5 separate regions of the Mus musculus genome follow, and regions 2, 3, 4 and 5 are each linked to region 1. The links are chromatin contacts, called in public HiChIP or PLAC-seq and promoter capture Hi-C maps. All regions are on one chromosome and are shown on one strand. Each heading gives the region's core, a stretch centred on a gene start, on an enhancer-like site or on the middle of the called end of the contact. The rest is flanking DNA. Distances are from core to core; before and after follow the strand shown. Region 1 holds the start of Rab3gap2 (RAB3 GTPase activating protein subunit 2). Region 2 holds the start of Spata17 (spermatogenesis associated 17). Region 3 holds the start of Ccdc185 (coiled-coil domain containing 185). Region 4 holds the start of Tlr5 (toll-like receptor 5). Region 5 holds the start of Fbxo28 (F-box protein 28).

The links. Promoter capture Hi-C pulls out the DNA fragments that hold promoters and counts their contacts. HiChIP or PLAC-seq counts read pairs in DNA pulled down with a chosen protein or histone mark.
Region 2: a contact with region 1 is called in a promoter capture Hi-C map of pre-B cells, with 2.3 times the contacts expected there. The contact joins the promoter of Spata17 here to the promoter of Rab3gap2 in region 1.
Region 3: a contact with region 1 is called in a promoter capture Hi-C map of hippocampal neurons, with 9 times the contacts expected there. The contact joins the promoter of Ccdc185 here to the promoter of Rab3gap2 in region 1. A contact is called at or near these places in 3 of 39 promoter capture datasets (embryonic stem cells, hippocampal neurons and stem cell-derived epiblast-like cells) and 1 of 115 datasets of contacts at active chromatin or transcription factors (embryonic stem cells).
Region 4: an H3K27ac HiChIP or PLAC-seq map of embryonic stem cells shows a contact between it and region 1, with 9 times the contacts expected there. The contact joins the promoter of Tlr5 here to the promoter of Rab3gap2 in region 1. A contact is called at or near these places in 1 of 39 promoter capture datasets (pre-B cells) and 1 of 115 datasets of contacts at active chromatin or transcription factors (embryonic stem cells).
Region 5: a promoter capture Hi-C map of liver shows a contact between it and region 1, with 6 times the contacts expected there. The contact joins the promoter of Fbxo28 here to the promoter of Rab3gap2 in region 1. A contact is called at or near these places in 3 of 39 promoter capture datasets (hippocampal neurons, liver and pre-B cells) and 1 of 115 datasets of contacts at active chromatin or transcription factors (embryonic forebrain).

Annotation. Positions count from the first base shown.
Region 1 is chr1:185,202,784-185,206,341 of GRCm38.p6, forward strand. It overlaps Rab3gap2 (RAB3 GTPase activating protein subunit 2), which reads left to right and starts at 1,385. Exons shown (of 35, transcript NM_001163754.1): 1 at 1,385-1,570. The coding sequence starts at 1,459.
Region 2 is chr1:187,213,241-187,216,797 of GRCm38.p6, forward strand. Spata17 (spermatogenesis associated 17) reads right to left here and starts at 2,206. Exons shown (of 10, transcript NM_028848.3): 1 at 1,930-2,206. The coding sequence starts at 2,045. Gpatch2 (G patch domain containing 2) reads left to right here and starts at 2,271. Exons shown (of 10, transcript NM_026367.4): 1 at 2,271-2,436. The coding sequence starts at 2,384.
Region 3 is chr1:182,747,198-182,750,764 of GRCm38.p6, forward strand. Ccdc185 (coiled-coil domain containing 185) reads right to left here and starts at 1,983. Exons shown (of 1, transcript NM_001033547.2): 1 at 1-1,983. The coding sequence starts at 1,925. The coding sequence ends at 60.
Region 4 is chr1:182,953,244-182,956,785 of GRCm38.p6, forward strand. It overlaps Tlr5 (toll-like receptor 5), which reads left to right and starts at 1,545. Exons shown (of 4, transcript NM_016928.3): 1 at 1,545-1,639.
Region 5 is chr1:182,339,475-182,343,009 of GRCm38.p6, forward strand. It overlaps Fbxo28 (F-box protein 28), which reads right to left and starts at 2,132. Exons shown (of 5, transcript NM_175127.2): 1 at 1,849-2,132. The coding sequence starts at 2,115.

The DNA of each region.
Region 1 (3,558 bases), core at 135-2,634:
ACAGAGCAATTTTTTTTTTCATTTACAAAATTAGGATAACACATTCTTTTGAAGTCAGCCATGGTACAGTACACACATATAATCCCAGTGCTTGGACATTGAGGGGAATTGAAGGTTTGAGGCTAACCTGGACTACATGGCTAGACCTTATCTCAAACAATCAAAGAAACAAGACTCCTTGAAGATATTTATGACAGTCTAACTGGGCAAGATATGGAAATGTACTTTCAAATCCAAGTAAAAGACTCAGGTTGGTCTTTAATTTATGTGTATATACTTCAGTAAGTATTTATCAAGGACTCAACTGGGTGCCAGATCCCATGCTAGAGACCAGGTATTTAAGGGGTTAAACGGATCCCCAGTCCTCCAGGAGTCTATAAGGATGGTGCTTTCCTTATCCAAAACCCAAAGGAAAAGTACAGGGTCAGTCTCCCCAGCTCTGTTCTGCCGTGCTGTTTTGTTGTTCTTTCCCGCCTAGCATTCTCTCAGTTTTAGTTAGCTGAGTAAGTAATTGCTTCACTTGGCCTGTGTTAGTCACTAGCTTTTTAGTTCCGTAGGAATGTGTCCCTTTCTGTTCCGAAGCTCTGTGCCTAGAGTGTGGCTGGCACGGAAAACACTAACAAATACTTGTTGGGCGGTTAGATGAACAAACGGATGAAAAGGCAAACGGACGATTACAGAGCACCATTCAATACTGCGCTGGTCCTGTTACTACATCGGGCTTTCACAGAACCGTGGCAACTTATAGATAGGAGTATTTATTTAATACGAGCCCTTAAGGAGCTGCTTTCCATCGCTTTGTTACTTGAGACACTGTTTTTGCATTGTAGCCCAGGATAGTGGCTTCAACAGCCAGAAATTCACCTGCCTCAGACTGAGGTAGGAAGGATTACAGGCATAGGCGCCGCAGACTCTTTTGGGAGTTGGGGTATAGGTGCTGAGGATAGCCTTCCACATTAAAAAAAAAAAAAACAAAAGCACAAACAAAATTACGAAGTTCTCAGGCACCTGCCCACACTCAGCTTAAACCGCCTGATCTGCGAACGATCTAGGTCGTGTCCGTAGAAGCACACCAACAAGATTGTTTGGGTGACTCAATGGCCCCCGCAAAGTTCAATTAGATCACCTTTGGAGGAAGGCCAGAATGACGGGACAAGCTCGCCCAAGAAAGAATGCGGCCAGGCTCCACGTCTAACTCTCCGCCACAAGACCGCGAGTCACGTGTCCGAAGCTGCACCCTCCCTCGGCTCCCGCTCGGCCCGCGCACGCGCAGCTTCGGGGCGTCCCGCGCATGCGTAGCACCCTCCCCTCGCGAGGAGTGCTGACAGCTTCCGGTCTGGCGTCCCCGCCCCCCCAGGGTAGCTGAAGCTTTCGGGGCTCCGTGCTGTCAGCCTTCGGGTGGAGTGGCCCGGGCGTGGCTAGGGACCACGAGCCCCGCGAGGCGGGGTCCCTGCAGCCATGGCCTGCTCCATCGTCCAGTTCTGCTCCTTCCAGGACCTGCAGTCCGCGCGCGACTTCCTATTCCCTCACCTGCGGGAGGAGACCCCCGGCGCCCTGAAGAGGGACCCGAGTAAGTGTCCCGGCGACCGGGACGCGGCTGCAAGCCTCCCTTCCCTCGGCGTCCCGTCTCTCTCAGCCTCAGCCTTTTGCGTCTCCTGTCCTGTCGCCTGTCTGTCACCGCTCCCCACCCCCTCCTTCCCAGTCCCAGCTCCACGTCTTCTCCCTATGCACACCACCTGCTCAGAGATAGCATCCTCCGTCCCAGTCCCTGCCTAATGTCAGCCCTCCACCCTGTGCTTGTTCCAACTCCCATCCTTCTCCATTTCTGGCACTGTATGTAGCCTTTGCTCTGCCCCTTCAAGAGGTGCTTAGCATCCCCACCCTCTTCCATCTCTTTTCTGTCATTCAGATTTACGGAATAAATGGCCGATTGGCAAGTGAAGGGTTTTTAAGGTGGTGAGTAAACTGCCAAGTAAGAAAAGTAACCTCTTAGGAAGTGAGGAGAATCCAGGGTAGGAACTAAAATTACAGCCACATGGTCGAGAAAAGTTAATTGGCGTCTATTGAGGTGAGAAACAGCGCCTGTTATTACCATCAAACAACGTTAACAAGCCCTACTTCATGAATATAAATCCCAAAGCTGCTTACTAAATGCTGCGTATTACCTGAGGATTTTATTATATGCTCCTTTATTTCTCCTTTTGAAAGAGGGTATCTTACTCTGCTTTCTTTATTTTTAATATGAAAATCACTTTGCTCTGTAGACCCAGTAATAATTTTTAAAAAACCACTCTCCTTTTCACTATTTAGAAGCTATCCCAGGGCACTAGGGAGATTCTGCTTCCTAGTAGGGTCTGTCTGAAAAGTAATGTTTGAAAATATCAAATATGGGAGGAACTAGGGATGAATAGTTTGTACCAGTCATTGCTGCTCCCTACCACTTAAGTTTGGTAGTTTCCGTCTGGTAGCACTATGATTCACTGGTAATGTCACGTGTGAGTGAGGGTGCTCTAACATGATAGATGGCTTGACAGGCGCGTGTGTTGAGAGAGAAAGAAGGCCATATCTGAAATGCTTGTGGAGACGTCCAACACTTGGTATGGCAGCTGGAGTCAAGGTGATAATTAGTTAAGGGTGAAGTGTGGTTTCAGTCTATAGAATGCTAACTGTTGTGTCGTGGACTCGCTACTGACGAGAACCTTAGGAAGAGACTGAAGTTGGGGAGTCTTGTAAGGGTTCTTGGGGAGATGGGAGAGAGGGGCACCAGGTGATGGAAATGTCTCAGAAGCTGAAGGAGAGAATCTGACCCTGGTGAGGGGTGGTCAGCAGTTTGGGAAATGTGGCAGAGGTCAGATAGCAGTGGTTTGGGGACGATGACAGCCACTGGGACCCTAGTGCCATTTCAGTGGCACAGTGGCCAGAAGTGTGGGTGTAGGGCCTTGGGGGAATTGGAAAGGGGAAAGTGAGGAAGGTTGTGTGGGACAACAGACGTGGGGTGAGAAACGGGATGTAGAGAAGAGGGGCACGCTTAGATTCTTCTAATTAGATTTCAACAATAGTCCTGGTAAGCTTCAGGGGGTGTGTGTGTGTTCTCACATTCTCCTTATAATCCATAGAGGGGTTTTTGTTGTTTTTTTTTTTTTTTTTAATTATACTTAAACTTAAACATCAATCATTCTGGGCCAGTGAGAAGGCTCAGCAGGTAATAGCTTACTTCTAACCCTGACTACCTGGGTTTAATCTGAAGTACCCACATGATGGAAGGAGGGTACTGACTCCTGCTAGCTCCCCTCATCCCTACACATATACTGTGACACAGACGTGTGTTGTGCTACACACACACACACACACACACACACACCCTAAATGTTTTTAAAAACTACAATCCCTGCATGGGTTCTAAGACCTTTCCTTTGCTGCCTCCCTGCCCATTGGTTTTGAGACGGAGCCTGGGACTTACTATGAGCCCAGGCTGTCCTCGATCCTCCTCTCTTGTCCAGCCTCCTGAAGGCTGGAGTGCAGGTCCAGCCACGCTTACCTGTGCCTGAGTCCTCTGCT
Region 2 (3,557 bases), core at 956-3,455, 2.0 Mb after region 1:
GCGTTCAGTTTAGAGCAAACATGTAAGAGTTTATCACTAAAGTTAAAGTAACACAAAGTATTTGAACTGCGTCTCTACCTCTATACAAAACATCACTGTCTACTAGGGGAAAATTATTTTTTCATCAAAATTAAGTAAAAGTATAAAAGAAAATTCAGGAATTTTTAAAATAAAATTAAGTAAAGGTTTAATAGTAAATTCAAGAAACAGTTAAGAGTCAAAGAAACAAATTAACAAGTGAGTTGCTATTAATTTATGTTATTAGAACTTCAATGATTGTTCAAATTGAAGGCACATCAACTTACTAAATTAAGATCACTCTAGGAACTGTTATGAGTCAGAAACAAATTTTTCCAGTGATGGAGATAATGGGGCCACATTCAGAACAGTGTAAAGGGATTACACTGAAGGCTGATGCGGAGGACCACACCCCAGCAGCCATCAGTCCTGTTGTGGGTAGCACTATAGATCAGAATATCTATACCACTACTGCTGCTCGGGACACTTCTTCCCAGGTAGTGCAGTATTTAAATACACAGGCTCTATAGCTGAGTGTGATCCCTGAGTGACCTATTTCCTTTAACAGCCCACCTAACACATTCGGGCCCTCTGGATGCCAGCTAGCAGAAGGGAAACCAGCAGCTCAGTTTTGACTTAGAGCGAGCGCATCACAATTCCGTTCTCAATGTCTGCTCCACAATAGCATGAAGGAGTCAACTTGTCCCCACTGCACACTGAGGTCATGAACAAGCAGGAGCCTGCCACATAACTCTAAATGAATACTATATGATCTCTGAATGTTAAGTATAAGAATTCCATTGCGCAATGGCTATGCTTATTTAAAGATGATTAATTGGAAGCTTCGGTAATGTGATTATTCACTAAATAACTGTTGTAGCTATTCCATTTCAGGAAGCAAGACAGTACAGGCTGAAATAATGGTTAAACTAAGAGGCAAGAAAAAAAGCAACATTGGCCTACTTCTAGCAAGAAAATCCATAGTTTCTCACAAAAGTTACAAGATTGAATTATCACTGTAGTTGCTAGAGGTTCACGATGAAATAGCAAAACTATAGTTGAGATGTATGTTAGGATAAGAATAGCTTATCAGGACTTTCTCACACTGACTTGGTCACTGCTGGTCTGCTATAATTTATCACACTTTTTGTAATGTACTTTTTGTGATTCCTTCTAAGTTTTGAAAACCACTGGGCCATTGCTTCTAGTTTCAATGTCCCCTTTTCATGGAGAGGAAGTTTAGGTGTGGGGGGTGAGAATGCTGCCTTAGCTCTTGCCCATTTACTGTACCAATTATCTTGTCACAATGGTATAGAAACTTCACTTGGACAAATGAATCACAGATGAATTGAATTCTGTGATGTTTGTGAGATTAAGTGAAGCTCAAATTCCCATTTGGACATTGATATTCTGAATTCATGGAACTACCTGGGTAAGCCTGGTTAACGTTAATTAGGCCACTAGACCTACATTGTATAAAATAGGTTTCACCAAACCAAATTTCTCAGTGATTATTTTAAAATGTCGAAAAAAAAAAAGCCCCACAAAACAAAACAGTATTTTGAGGAAGACTCCCAAATGTTGCCCAGGGCAGCCTTGAATTTTCTGTGTTGCCCAGGCTGGACTGGACTCACAGTCATCCTCCTGCCTGTTTCCCCAGTCGGGGTTTACTTCATTTAGGGCGGCCCTTAATAATTCTCTATTCTGGGATCTTCCTTAGAGAATATTAACTTATTAATGACTTGTCAATGTATATATAATCCACTTGTGATTGATTATATATATATATATATATAAACTTCTGATCATGTTTGAATCCCCATGGGGAGAAGAAGAATTTAGAATTATTTCCTGAATTAAGTAATTTGTTAACAGTAAACATCTTCTGAGACCCCTCTCTTCACTACTCACCGGTTCCTAAAGTAGTACTGACTTTCTAGAAAGGGTGCCCGCGCCAGCAGCTTGGCTAAAGTAGCCATGTCCTTCAACTCCTGGAGTTCACCAAAATTGTTACTATTAGTCTCCATGGCAACTGGGCTGAACCAAGGTCACTTCCGACTTATCGGCCTTTCCTTTCACTCTGTTTCAGTTTCAAGCAACTGGACAGAGAAATCGGATTTGTACACGTGAGACCAGACTTGAGTCGACTCGCCCCTTTCTCCTGGAATTTCGAGCTGCTGATGGGAAGGGTCAGGGTAGGCTAAGGTGAGCGAATGGTCGCTTCCGGTTTCCGGTTTCCGCCTCCAGCCGGCTTCCGGAAGTTGCTCTCAAAATGCTGAAGTCCTGTGTGGAATTGGCCGGGGCTGCGGGAGTTGGAGTCGGTCCTCGGGCCTGAGCCTCGAGGCCGCGCTCCCGGGTGTCGTTGATGTTTGGGGCCGACGGGCGCCCAGCGATCGGAACCGCCGCCGGGAAGAGCTGGTGAGCCCGGCGGGCGGTTGGGAACGGGGCGAGCGAGCCGGCGAGCAGCTCGCGGGGCTCCGGGTCAGAGACGGCCGTGCACCAAGTTTCTTCAGGCCGCGTTCCCGTTGTCCCTGCCAAACCGGCCACATTGTACTAGATTCCGTGGTTGACAAGATCACAGAAATTCCCAGTCCCAGAAGTTTCTTAGTAGCAGAGACACCAGGCTCTTGTACTCCCTGCGCAGCTCGGTTCGTGTAAAGCCTAGAAGTTTTCCACCGCCCTGGAGGCTCTGTCCTAGTTTATGGGAAAGGGGCGTTTTCCAGTAGCCCCAGGTTGGAATTTGTCTTTAGGGTACCCTGGTCCACTGCTGTAAGTTTCCAAACTGCTTTCGCAAATCACACTTGATCTTTAATGACATCCCTGCTGTAGGAGACTCGCAGGTACAGAAAATTTAAGAGGCAAAGTTGTCCTGTGCCCCTGAGTACCAGAGATGATAGCTCAGTTTTGGATTTTCTAGTTGAAAACCCTGGTCGCCCAACCTCCACCCCCACCCCCACCCCCCGTTTGTTCCAACGCTTTTCAGAGAAACGTTAGTGTAACAAGAAAGTAGATGTCTTGCGGTCCATCTTGAAACATAAAAATCTGACCAGTAAGTCAAGAACTGTGATTTTTAAAGTTCCTGCCAGTGGGCTGTGATGTCTGATTGTTTAGCATCACCGATAACTGAAAAGTTAAAAGAATATCTTAGGTCAGATGGCTTATTTGGTTCCTCTCTAGAGACCATTTCTAACCAGTGTTGTTTTTCTTGTAGCTTTTAAGTTCTCACGATTTTCAGTTAGAATACTAGGAGAAGCTTTTTATTTTTTTTTTTTATTTTTATTTTTATTTTTTTAAAGATTTATTTATTTATTATATGTAAGTACATTGTAGCTGTCTTCAGGGATACCAGAAGAGGGAGTCAGATCTTGTTACGGATGGTTGTGAGCCACCATGTGGTTGCTGGGATTTGAACTCTGGACCTTCGGAAGAGCAGTCGGGTGCTCTAACCCACTGAGCCATCTCACCAGCCCAGGAGAAGCTTTTTAAATGAGCAATTGTAATTGTTGCACTCAGCTTGGAACAAGAGACGCAGGTCACAA
Region 3 (3,567 bases), core at 733-3,232, 2.5 Mb before region 1:
GAATTGCATGATGGTGTCTCTGTCTGGCTGCCAGGCTGTGCCTTCTTCCTCCTGGGTTCTCAGTAGACTCCACTCTGCAGGTGCACGGACAGCTGGGGCTCTGCTGCCACCTGGTCAAAGCAGCGGTTTATCTTGGAGGACGCGGGACCCTTCTGATACTCCTGGAAGATGGGATCTTTCCCTGAGGTCATCTGCGCTAACCTTTGTTCCTTCTTCTTGATGGCTTCCTTGATGCCCTTGATGTGACACTTCTCCTCCTTCTCCGCTGTCAGCTTCAAGATATGATGGTTCCTCTCGCGCAGGATGTTCAGCTCCTGCAGGTGCTGCGCCCTGTCCCTGGTGGTCTTGTGCGCATGACTCCTGGCCTGCCTGCTCTTCTGTTCAGCCAGCTCTGCCAGCACCCGCTTGCTCACTTGGAGCAGCTCCTCTGCCTCCTCGGCATGCCATCTCCTTCTCTGGAACTGCTCTGCCTCAGTCTGGGCCTTTGCCTGCTGCTCTCTGTGCCTCTGCTCCTTCACCAGACCCTTTTGGATGTCCTGGTAGCTCTGGGAGCTCTGGGAACTCTGCTCCAGCGACAGCTTCCTGAGGAGTTCCTCCGCCTTGGCCTGGCAGTCCATGAGAACCTTGCGGGCCTGGAAGTTGACAACCGTGCTCAGGTTGCTCTCCTGGAGCTTCTTCGGGCTCTCCATCATCACATGCTCCCTCTTGTGACCCGCTATCTCCAGCCTCTTCTGCAGCTGCAGCCTGTTCAGGTCCCGAACACTCTGCAGCACCCTCTCCTGCTCCCGCAGACTCTGCACTTGGCACTGTTTGAGATGCTCGGCCTGCGCTTGCACCTTGTCCATCTTGGCCAGGCCTCGGATCTCCGGGTTGTCAGCTTGAACCATCCACTCACTCTCGTTCTCTGACCGAACAGCGCTCCTTGCCTGGCGGTCGCGCCGCGGTCCCTGCTGCTTGTAACCCTGGTGAGGCTGCTCATGGCCATGGCCCCTCTGAGGCTTGTGCTGTTCCCTCTGTCCTTGCCATTGCTCCTGGCTCTGCAGCAGCAGCAGCTTGCGCTCTCTCTCGAGGGTCAAGTGAACTTTCTGGTCTGAGCGCTTCAGCTCTTCCCAGGCGACTGCAGCCTGTTGCTGCAGCTCTCGCATCCTCTGGGCCTTCTTGAGCCTGCTCAGCACCAGGGCCAAGATCTTCTGGTCCCTCAAAGATATAACCGTCTCGTCCAGCTTGCTCTTGAGGACCTGAGCGTGCTGGCTACTCTTCTCTTTGCAGGAGGCAGAGGGACAGTCATACTTGTTTAAGGACTCAGTCAGGTCGCGGTTACTCCTATTCTGGGTGGATTGCTTACATAACTCTAGGGAGTGAACAGAGGACTTGTCGGTGAGAACCGAGGAAGGAGACCAGAGACCTACACGTCTGCCCACCGGCACTGCCCACCGGTCTCCAGGGTGTGTGTTTTCTACAAGCAACGTTCCAGCATTCGGGGGACTGAAAGCTTCCCGGATGTACTGCAGGGATGAATCTCCCCGGGCTGCAGGGTAGCGCGGGCTGGGTTGATCCCGTGGCGGCTGCTGCTGCTGCCAGGTTCTGCTGGACTTGGTTGGTGCCTCCCCGCAGGCTCCTTCCAGGCAGAGGCTGCCGGACCTGTGCTTCCTGGCTCGGTCCGAGGGTCTTCGGGCCACGTATGTCAGGCTGTGGCTTTCTCGTGGCAAGGTCATATACCCACGCCGGCGGGACCGCCCAGTGGGCGAACACTTTGGGTGCACCCAGGGCACCTCGGTCTCGATCTCGGCGCCAGGAGTCTGGGCCCAGGGACTCAGAGACAACTCAGACCAGCCCAGCTGGGCTGCGAACTCCTGCTCTCCAGCTAGCAAGGGTTCCCCGAGCTCCCCATAGGACCGTGGGGAGAAGAGATGGAAACCGGCCATGCTCCCTTCCCGGCTGGCCCAGAGTCTACAGAAGGTCGACGGACCTTCAGGGGGCCACTGCAGACACCCAGCCCACGCTCAGATCCTGTGATCCATGTGGCCTGTGACGCTCCTGCCACTTCACAATGCATCCTGGTGCCATCTGGTCTTTAAAGGCCTCAGTGCACCTGGCCTTTGATGAGCTGGCTGGAAGTCTAGGAAACAAGGGTGGTGTATAGAATCGTGACAGCATCAGTGTTTCCATTAGTGGATTGTGGAAGCTCCAGGCCAAGGGCTCCAACTTAAAGAGTTTAGTGGGAGAGAGGGGCAAAGTGTAGTGTTGAGGAAGGGGGATTTTGCTTGTCCTTTGGAGTCACGTCTCTATTTTTATGTTTGTTCTATGTGTGTCTGTGAGGATGGACATGTAGAAGCCATGACTGGTGTGTGGGCAGCTCAGGACAGCTTGTAGGCGTTGGTTCTTTCTTTACACCATCTGAGTCCCAGGGATCGAATGTAGGCTTTGAGACAAGTGCCCTTACCTGGCTAAGCAGCTCACCAACCTCACTAAGCCTTCTGTGCATGTAAGGTGTGGAAAGGAAACGGTCCCTGAAGCACACTGGTCTGAGCCTTAGCAAGCCCAAGGGATGCTTTCACAGTTACCTTTGTGAACTTTAGAACAGCAACAAGCAATTCTGGTTTTCCTCTAATGTGTAAATTACAGCTTTTTTTTTTTTTTTTAGAAATCAAAATATGAATTTTGTCTGCACTGTTTTCAAATAGCCCCTCGAAGATTTCATTTATTGGCCATTTGTCTCCCCCCCCCCAACTTTTGTGAGATCCCCCCCCCCACCTTGCCAAAGGGCAAGTGACTGGATCTTCTGCTTTCAGCCCTGTGATGTTGAGCGCATTCCTCCCATGAGCCCAAGTTCTGGAAAGCTGGGCTACTTTGAAGGCGAGGTGAAATGAAGTGTGTGGAACACCTGCCACCAGAATGCAGTCAATAAATGGTGTCCTACTAAGTTCCAGTTAAAGCTTTTAACACTTAACTGTATTTAAAAGTTCTTCTGCAGACTTCTAGCTGAAAAGATGTACTAGATTCATGTAATTTTAACCCAGTTTGGGTAAAATGTCAGAAAAGTGACTCTCAGGTTCTGTCGGGTCAAGCTAAGACTGGGTTTACCCTCCTCTAGGGTTGCTATGGTCTGAATATATGCCTCCAAACTGCACGTTTTGGCATTAAACCACCATGATGGTGGACCTCAGGGTCAGGCCATGATGGTGGAACTAAGGGTCTGGGACCATCCACAGATGATTGATCCGTGAGGGCAGAGCCCCTGTAAAAGACGTTGGTAAACTTGTTCCACAACATCATTCCAGTTTGTAAGAACAGCTTCAATATGCTGTGAGGCAGAAGGCGGGAGCAGGCAGACCAGGACAGCGCTAAGTATGATTTGGTTGGGACTCGCTGGCAAATGTGTGGTCCGAGGGAGCAATGTGAACAGCAGATTTCCCTTGATTTGGGTTAGAAGTAGGAGACTTGATAGTGGTCAGGACTAAAGTGACTTCAATCAAGTCAGAGTGTACCTGGTCTATCTCACAGCAATATCAAGGATGCCTGGTACCCATGGTACAACTTGTAAAAGTCTTCCTATTGGCTTATTCA
Region 4 (3,542 bases), core at 295-2,794, 2.2 Mb before region 1:
TTCTCAGTCCCACCCACATTATAGGAAGGCCCTACCTCCTGGGCTTACAAGCCTCCTCCTCCCAGCTGCAGAGCAGGTAGGCAGGGTTGCAGTTCCATCCCTCTGCACTCAGCTTTCGAGAGCCACTTGAGGCAACTTGTCACATGGGCTTCAAGCTGCCAGCCGAGGAGGGAGCTGAGAAGACTGTATAATGAGATCTTCCTTGGTAATTAAGTGCTGGGCTTTGTTTTAACCTATCTCTCCTGCCCTGCTTGATCATATCACCTAGCTGTCAGGCCACGCTGGAGAGTGTGAATCAACCTGGGATTACACCCCAGCTGCAAGAGGCAGCTGTCAGCTTTTGCCCAACCTCCATGCGACCCCAGTCTTACTGCAGACTGTGACACTTCTGTCCTTGAACTGGGTTTCACCCCCAGAAAGCGACTGACTTCGCCACCTTCCTATACAAATCCCTTCCTTTTAACACTCCTGCAGCAGCAGGCTCCTGACTTTTCTTTCCTTCAGCATGTCCCTTTCCAGAAAGCAGATCAACTCTCAACCCCACAACACCCCGCCCCCTCCTCCTAGGAGCAGGTGGAGGGTGGGAAGGAAAAGGGAAGTGAAGCCAGAAGGGCTCACAGGCCGGAAAGCTCTTGCGTTCTCTGAGGGAAATCACAACTTCCTTCCCTGGCCTTCAGTCACAGGCAGTAGCCTTTGCTGATCCAAATCTGACCTTCAGATATTTAGTATGGGGCAGGGGGTATAGTGCTTGTGGAAGCATGAGGACCAGAGTTCAATCCCTAACACACAAGTAAAGTCCACAGGCATGGTGATGGTACCTGCCTGTAACCCCAGTGCTGGGGAGGTAGAGCATCCAGTATCCCTGGGGCTTGTTAACCAGCTTAGCATTTTTGGTGAGTTCCAGGCCAGTGGGAGATCCTGTCTCAATAACTCAATAAACAAGATAGACAGCTCCTGATGAATGATGTGCATGTGTGGGCGTGTACACACACACACACACACACACACACACACACACACACACACACCTTCAATAGTTAAAATAGAAGGCGTAGCCAAGTAGTAGAGGGCAAAATGACAGCCAGCTTCACCCCTCAGCATCATATCTTCAAGATTTGGCACAGATCAAAGAGCACAGGCAAGAACAGAAGTAACTGCCCCGATCAGGACTTGCTGCGCTGGCCGTGTGTACAGTGCATCAGGATAGGATCTAGGCCGCCTTCCCTGGGTCAGTGCAGGCCTATGTTATCTCGATGGACAGTTAGGGGTAGCTACAAAAATCACAACAGGCCCTCTGCCTCCTGTGCTGGGCTCCATGATAGCCAATACCTACCGTCTGCCCCAGCTCTACTTTCTTTCCTACCTCAGTTACAAGGTCATTGCAGCAGAGATAGAGGTCTCCTCCCTGGCAAGAAAGCAGAGAGGTACCTAGGCTGAGGTACTTTGCCCAGAACTCAGAAAAGACAAGCATGGTCCACAGAGAAAGCCTGATCAAGAGTTGTGGGCGGGGCTCCAGCAGCGGGCGGTGTTTCCCTCTCCTCCCCGCTCTCCTGCTTTCCCGAGCCCAGCGGCAGCTTTGGTGCCTGGAGCCGAGTGAGGTCAGTCCTGGAGCCTGTGTTGTGGGAATCCCGCTTGGGAGGTGAGAGCCTTGTAGTTGCAAGGGGTCCAGCAGGGGGTTCCCTGAGACCGGAAGGGGCCCGGGACGTTGCTGGACACGTTAGTGCCCCCGCCCCTCTCTCTTCCTCCTGGCTTCGTCCTGAACCCTTTCAACTCTCTTTCCTGCCTGTGCTCTCTGCCACTCAGTGCCACGGAAACTGGGGTCCCTCGGCCCAGCGAGCTGAGAGTAAGCAGAGTGCCCAGCGGGACAATTCTAGGATTGACAAGTCACTTGCATGCTGGCTTTGGGACAAGGTTCCCTAGTTCTCTCTTCTGGCTTTCACCTTTGGCCCCACCCTCTGGAAGAGACAGGTATTTAACGCGCGCGGAGTCCGTTCTCTTGCTGTCTTCCTTGGAAAGAGGAAGTCGACAGTCACCATCAATTGAGCTATGGACACCTTAAAAAGACACTGCAGTCAGTGAAGTCCTTGGACACCCTCCGGGGCAGGGAGAAGTAGGGCAGCTGGCCCCGAGGCTGTGAAGAAAGAACTCCATCAGCCTTTGGCAATTACAGCCATTACAGTCATGGCTCTGCTCCGTAAACCACCACGGCTGGAATAGTGGTTGTTTCCTGAAGTGGGGTGGTTGGTTGTCTTGGGAGAGAGAAAGTCTCCCCAGGAAGGCTGCTGAGACCTTGAGGAATGGGAATGCATGGGGATTGCTTTCTCCCATTGGTGGGCTAGCCTTGTAATTAGCTAGTGTCTGGAACACGGCAGTCTAGCGCTGTGCGGCATGGGCCTGCAGCTTAACCGCAGGGCCTTTTATGAAGTGTTATTGAGGGTTAACCCCCTCAAGCACATGAACAATGCATTCCTCCTGTCCCGTACCTGGAAGGGGGTGTGGATGCTGACCTGCCACTGTCACACACATGTGGCTTGGTCTCTTTCCTCTGCCTTTCCTCAGAGGACACAACTCTGAATAGTTTGTTCAAGGTGTGTAGATCTTGACTCTGTTCACCTTATTCTTTGGGGGCAGAAACCAATCGTGAGGAACATCCAGCATGCTATGCAGTCAGGAGGGAACCCTGGGTTCTGCTATGCTAAATGCTTAGCCTTTCACATTGTGGTAGGATTCTTGGGGTGCCCCCGACGAGGGGTCCAGGCCAACGTTAATGATGGGGCGGTACAAGAAGAGTCCCTATTATAGTAATCAGGATGACTTAGTTCATTCATATGGGCTTGATGGACATCCTGGAAGACACTTCCATCCTAATTGATGGCCCAGGTTCACTCTCTTCTATCCTTTGCTGCTCAAACCTTTCTGATTCCACTGTGTGACTGCAAAGCTAATCTCGTCGGGTCTTAGCTTTGTCTGAGGAGGAAAGCCCTCTCCTGGGGCGATGTCTCTAACACAAAGGGTTCTTGGATAACTCCTGGTGGCGGCTTCTTCAGCTTTGTAGCTCTGCTGAGGATTGGAAGCAGTTATTGTGTCTGCCCTCCCTTGCTTTTAGTCCTATGGAGCAAGAGTTCCTGCCCTGCCAAATTCCTGTCCCCTGACGTGTTTGCTTCTTCTTCAGTTTGTGGAAAAGAATGTGGTGACAGACCTTCCAGGCGTTGGGGCCTCCCCGCCCTGGTACCATAGTTTTCTGAGCTGTGAGCCACAGCCTATGATGTCCTCAGCTCTGTGGGACAAAGACAAGGTTGGAGCATGGCTCCCACGGTTCTGAACTGTCCAGGTGTAGCTGGGAAGATAAAACCCCACACCTGTGAGACAATTAGAACGAAGTCAAGGCAAAACCATATAGCGGTGTCTGATAACTCCAAGAGGTAGGGTGTGGGGGGCTGGAAAAGGCAGAGTACACTCGAAAAAGCTGAGTGTTCAGAAGCTCAACTTAGAAAGCACAGTCAAGGATCAGCCAGGCAGAAGGCTAGCCTGGAGCTCGGGGC
Region 5 (3,535 bases), core at 882-3,381, 2.9 Mb before region 1:
CTGTTTCTAAAACCACGCTGGTTTGTATAAACCTGGCTGGGAGCGGGGAGGGAGGGGTGCCATAGGGACTCCTTAAGAAAAATGCTTTCAATTACAAATCAAGCCAGGAAAAGGCTTAGGATACAATATGCAGCTATACATTTCACATGAAAGAGATGATGATTATTAATAATTGTGAGGCCCATTTCACCTCAGGTCTCCAAGCAGTCTATTTTCTCCTCTTCACACTTTTGTTTGTTTGTTTGTTTAAAGAAAAGGAAAAATGAGAGTTAAAGCTGACAGAGCATTTATCTAGTAGAATCAAGGCTGAACTCCAGATTGGTGGCCAAACAGTAACACACAAAACAAAACAACAATGAATGAAAAGAAGGAAAAACGACCAACAAACCAATAAAACCCCGTTTTTCTCAACACTTAACAACAACAACAAAAAACCTGTGAACATTCCAAGCTTTTCAAAGCCATTGTCTGGCTGGCTGGCTGAATTCAATCAAATGTTATGCCCAATTGCCAAACGCAATTGTATATACAGCATACATTTTGGTCAAGTACCAAGCTTTATAAAATATAAAGGAAATATTTACCACTCTACACGAAATCCTAGGATGATGCTTTGAAAATCTAGGACAACTGTATTCTGAAATACCTACTCTAAACAGAAGAAATTTTCCATTCCACAGAGTGTGGGGAAACACACACAAAACCTGCCCCGGAGTTTGAATGAATGACTGCAAGCTGTTTTTAAAGATGATTTCCTTTGAAACACAATACTGGTCAATTTAGAGATGGAAGAATAGGGCTAAAATATGGCATAGCGATGAATAAGTAACCGCCACACACAGCACATTCAGAAAGATGTCTTTGTCCTTTTATCAACAATCCCGAGCACATTTAAGTGACTACATCAAACCAGCTCACAACCACTTCAAAATGTCCACCTCCTCCAATTTCCTAACCACCTAAGGGGAAATACCCCGGTAGGAAGTGAGATATCTTCCTGAACCAAGTAATTCATCAAATCTTCGGTCAAACCTCAGGGATGTAGTAAAATTCCAATGGCAATTTTTTTTCTTTTTAAATTTTGGCTAGGACAATGTGTTATTTTTAGGGTATAATAAGTAAACCACTCCGACTGCAGGAGGGTGGGCTTGAAGCACATTTGAAAAAAAAAAGCAAACAAGCGGGAGGGGGTAATAGCTTGACAAGGGGACAAGTTGCTTCGCTATAGTAAGGAGTGTCAGGGAGGCAAAGCCAGTCAGGTCATCATCTCCCAGGGCTCTACTTTAGTGAGCAACTAAGGCTCTGGGGTTTTAAACGCACAACACAACTGCAATCTTAGAACCGCAACTGGGGCTCAAGGGGGAGCGGGGGGGGGTGGGGGGGGGACAGCCAAACCCCCTTCATCCTTTTCAAGCAGAAAGCCTGGGTTGGAGGGACAATACACACTATTCTTGCAACACAACCCAAGCCTGGCTGGGATCCTCTGCCCACTTGGGAGTGAACTCCAGAGCCCGAGCGGGCAGTCGAGGCAGGCGCCTGCCCCTTCGGGAGTCCCTGTCGCCGGTCCAGCCGGGCGGAGGGCACCAAGCCCCGCTCCGTTACTTCTCGCAGGCGGGCGCGTCCCGGGCTAGGGGCGAGGAGACCCTCGGGGCGGGGCGAGGCGCAGAGCGGAGCCTCGCCCGCCCGGCGGTCGCGATGCCAGCGCGGCAGCAGCAAGCACCCCGCCGGCCGTCGCCAGCGCCACTTCCCGGCTGCCGGGGACGCGCGCGCTCCGTGTCCCGAGCCGGCGGGGCTCCCTCCCCAGGAACGCGCCGCCCTCGCCGGTCCTCCCCAGGCCTCGGCCCTCACCAGGCGGAGCTGGCTAATTTCGTCGTAGGACATAAAGCTGAGGATGTTCTCGATGGCTACGATGGGCAGCGCCACCAGTGTGTTGTTTTGGGGCAGGTGGTCCGGTGCCAGCGCGGGCGCGGCGGGTGCCTGGGACCCGGGCGGCGGGGCCTGCGACGGGGGCGCCGGGGGCTGTCGCTGAGCGGAGCCGGCAGCCGAACAGGAGCCGCCGTCGCCGTGGCCGCCGCCTCCTTCCTCAGCCATCCGCTCCTCAGACGCCGCCGCCATCTTGGGAGTTTGATTCCTTCCTCCAATGTAAGGGGATCGGGACACTTCCTGTGCGTCACTTCCTCCTCCTGGGGGGGGGGGAGCTTAAGGAGAGGGAGGAGCTCGTGGGATGACAGCTGGAAAGAGAGGCGAGCTTTCGGTGCGTCCATCGGAAAGGAGGGAAGATAGTGCACACTTCAAGAGAGGTGGTCGTTGTAGCTCTTTAAAATCGGAGACTGCCTTGTTAGAGTGGAAACGAGCAAGGATTCCGCAAACCCTAAGAAAGGCGGTCGTCATAGTCCCTTTCATCTGATAAAAGGAACGACAATGGAGCAGTTTTCTTTAAAAGCAACTCGCCAAAGGATGATAAAAACCATATCACCTTCATAAGTTTAGACGGAAATTTGTATTTAGATCAGCATCTCCCAAGAGTCACAGTGATAATTGCAGCATATAAAAAGGAATAAAACACCGCTAGTTTAAAACTACAAGACAACAGGTAAACCCTGAAAGCACATTAATGAAATAAAAACACAGAGTCACACACCATACGACTACTTTTATGTGAAATGCCCTATGTAGGCAGGTCCATAGAGTCAGGGGCGAGAGAGAGAGAGAGAGAGAGAGAGCACAAGCGAGCTTACAACACTTGGTGCACTTCCAGAAGACCCGAGTTTGGTTTCCAGCACTAACACTGGCCTTTGGTTTCCAGCACCAACACTGGCCTTTGGTTTCCAGCACCAACAACTGGCTGGTTTACAACTGCTTAACTGAAACAGAGTGGATTCGTGGTTGGTGGAAGTTGGGAATAAGGGAAGTGTGGAAGACAACAGACAGTTAATGGGTGCATTGTTTCTCACTGGAGGAATAGCCAGTGCTCTTAACCTCTAAGCCATCTCTCCAGTACCTGAATTGTGTGCTTAAAAAAAAAAAAAAAAAAAAGACTTTTATTCTCTGTGAATCAATTTAGGTGAGAACCAATGAAAAGATGCTAAAACCAGAAGACAAGCCTGTGGTAAGGTGTAGCACGTAGTCTCAAAATAACCCACTTCTCATGTAATGCATTAATCACAAAATAAGAAAGGTATGATACAGAAATTCAGGGAACAGGCTTATAATCACATGATTAGGAGTACCACCACAAGTTGTGGGAGGAAAGATCATCACGTGCCTCTTACTAGGACGCCCCATAGGTGACCCAGCATAATGTAGTATTATTTCATGCATAAAAATACACACTCTGCATCTGAAGTAAACAAAGTCAGGTTGGACTTGGTGGTGGTTTGGGTAAGATTGTTTCCTACAAGTTCAGATATTTGAACACTCAGTTCTGAGTTGGCCTTGCGCTTTGGGGTTTCTTTGGGAGGTGGGGCCTAGCTGAAGGAGGCGTGTCACTAGTAGACAGTGATTGCTTATAGTCCCACTCAACTTCCAGTTTGCT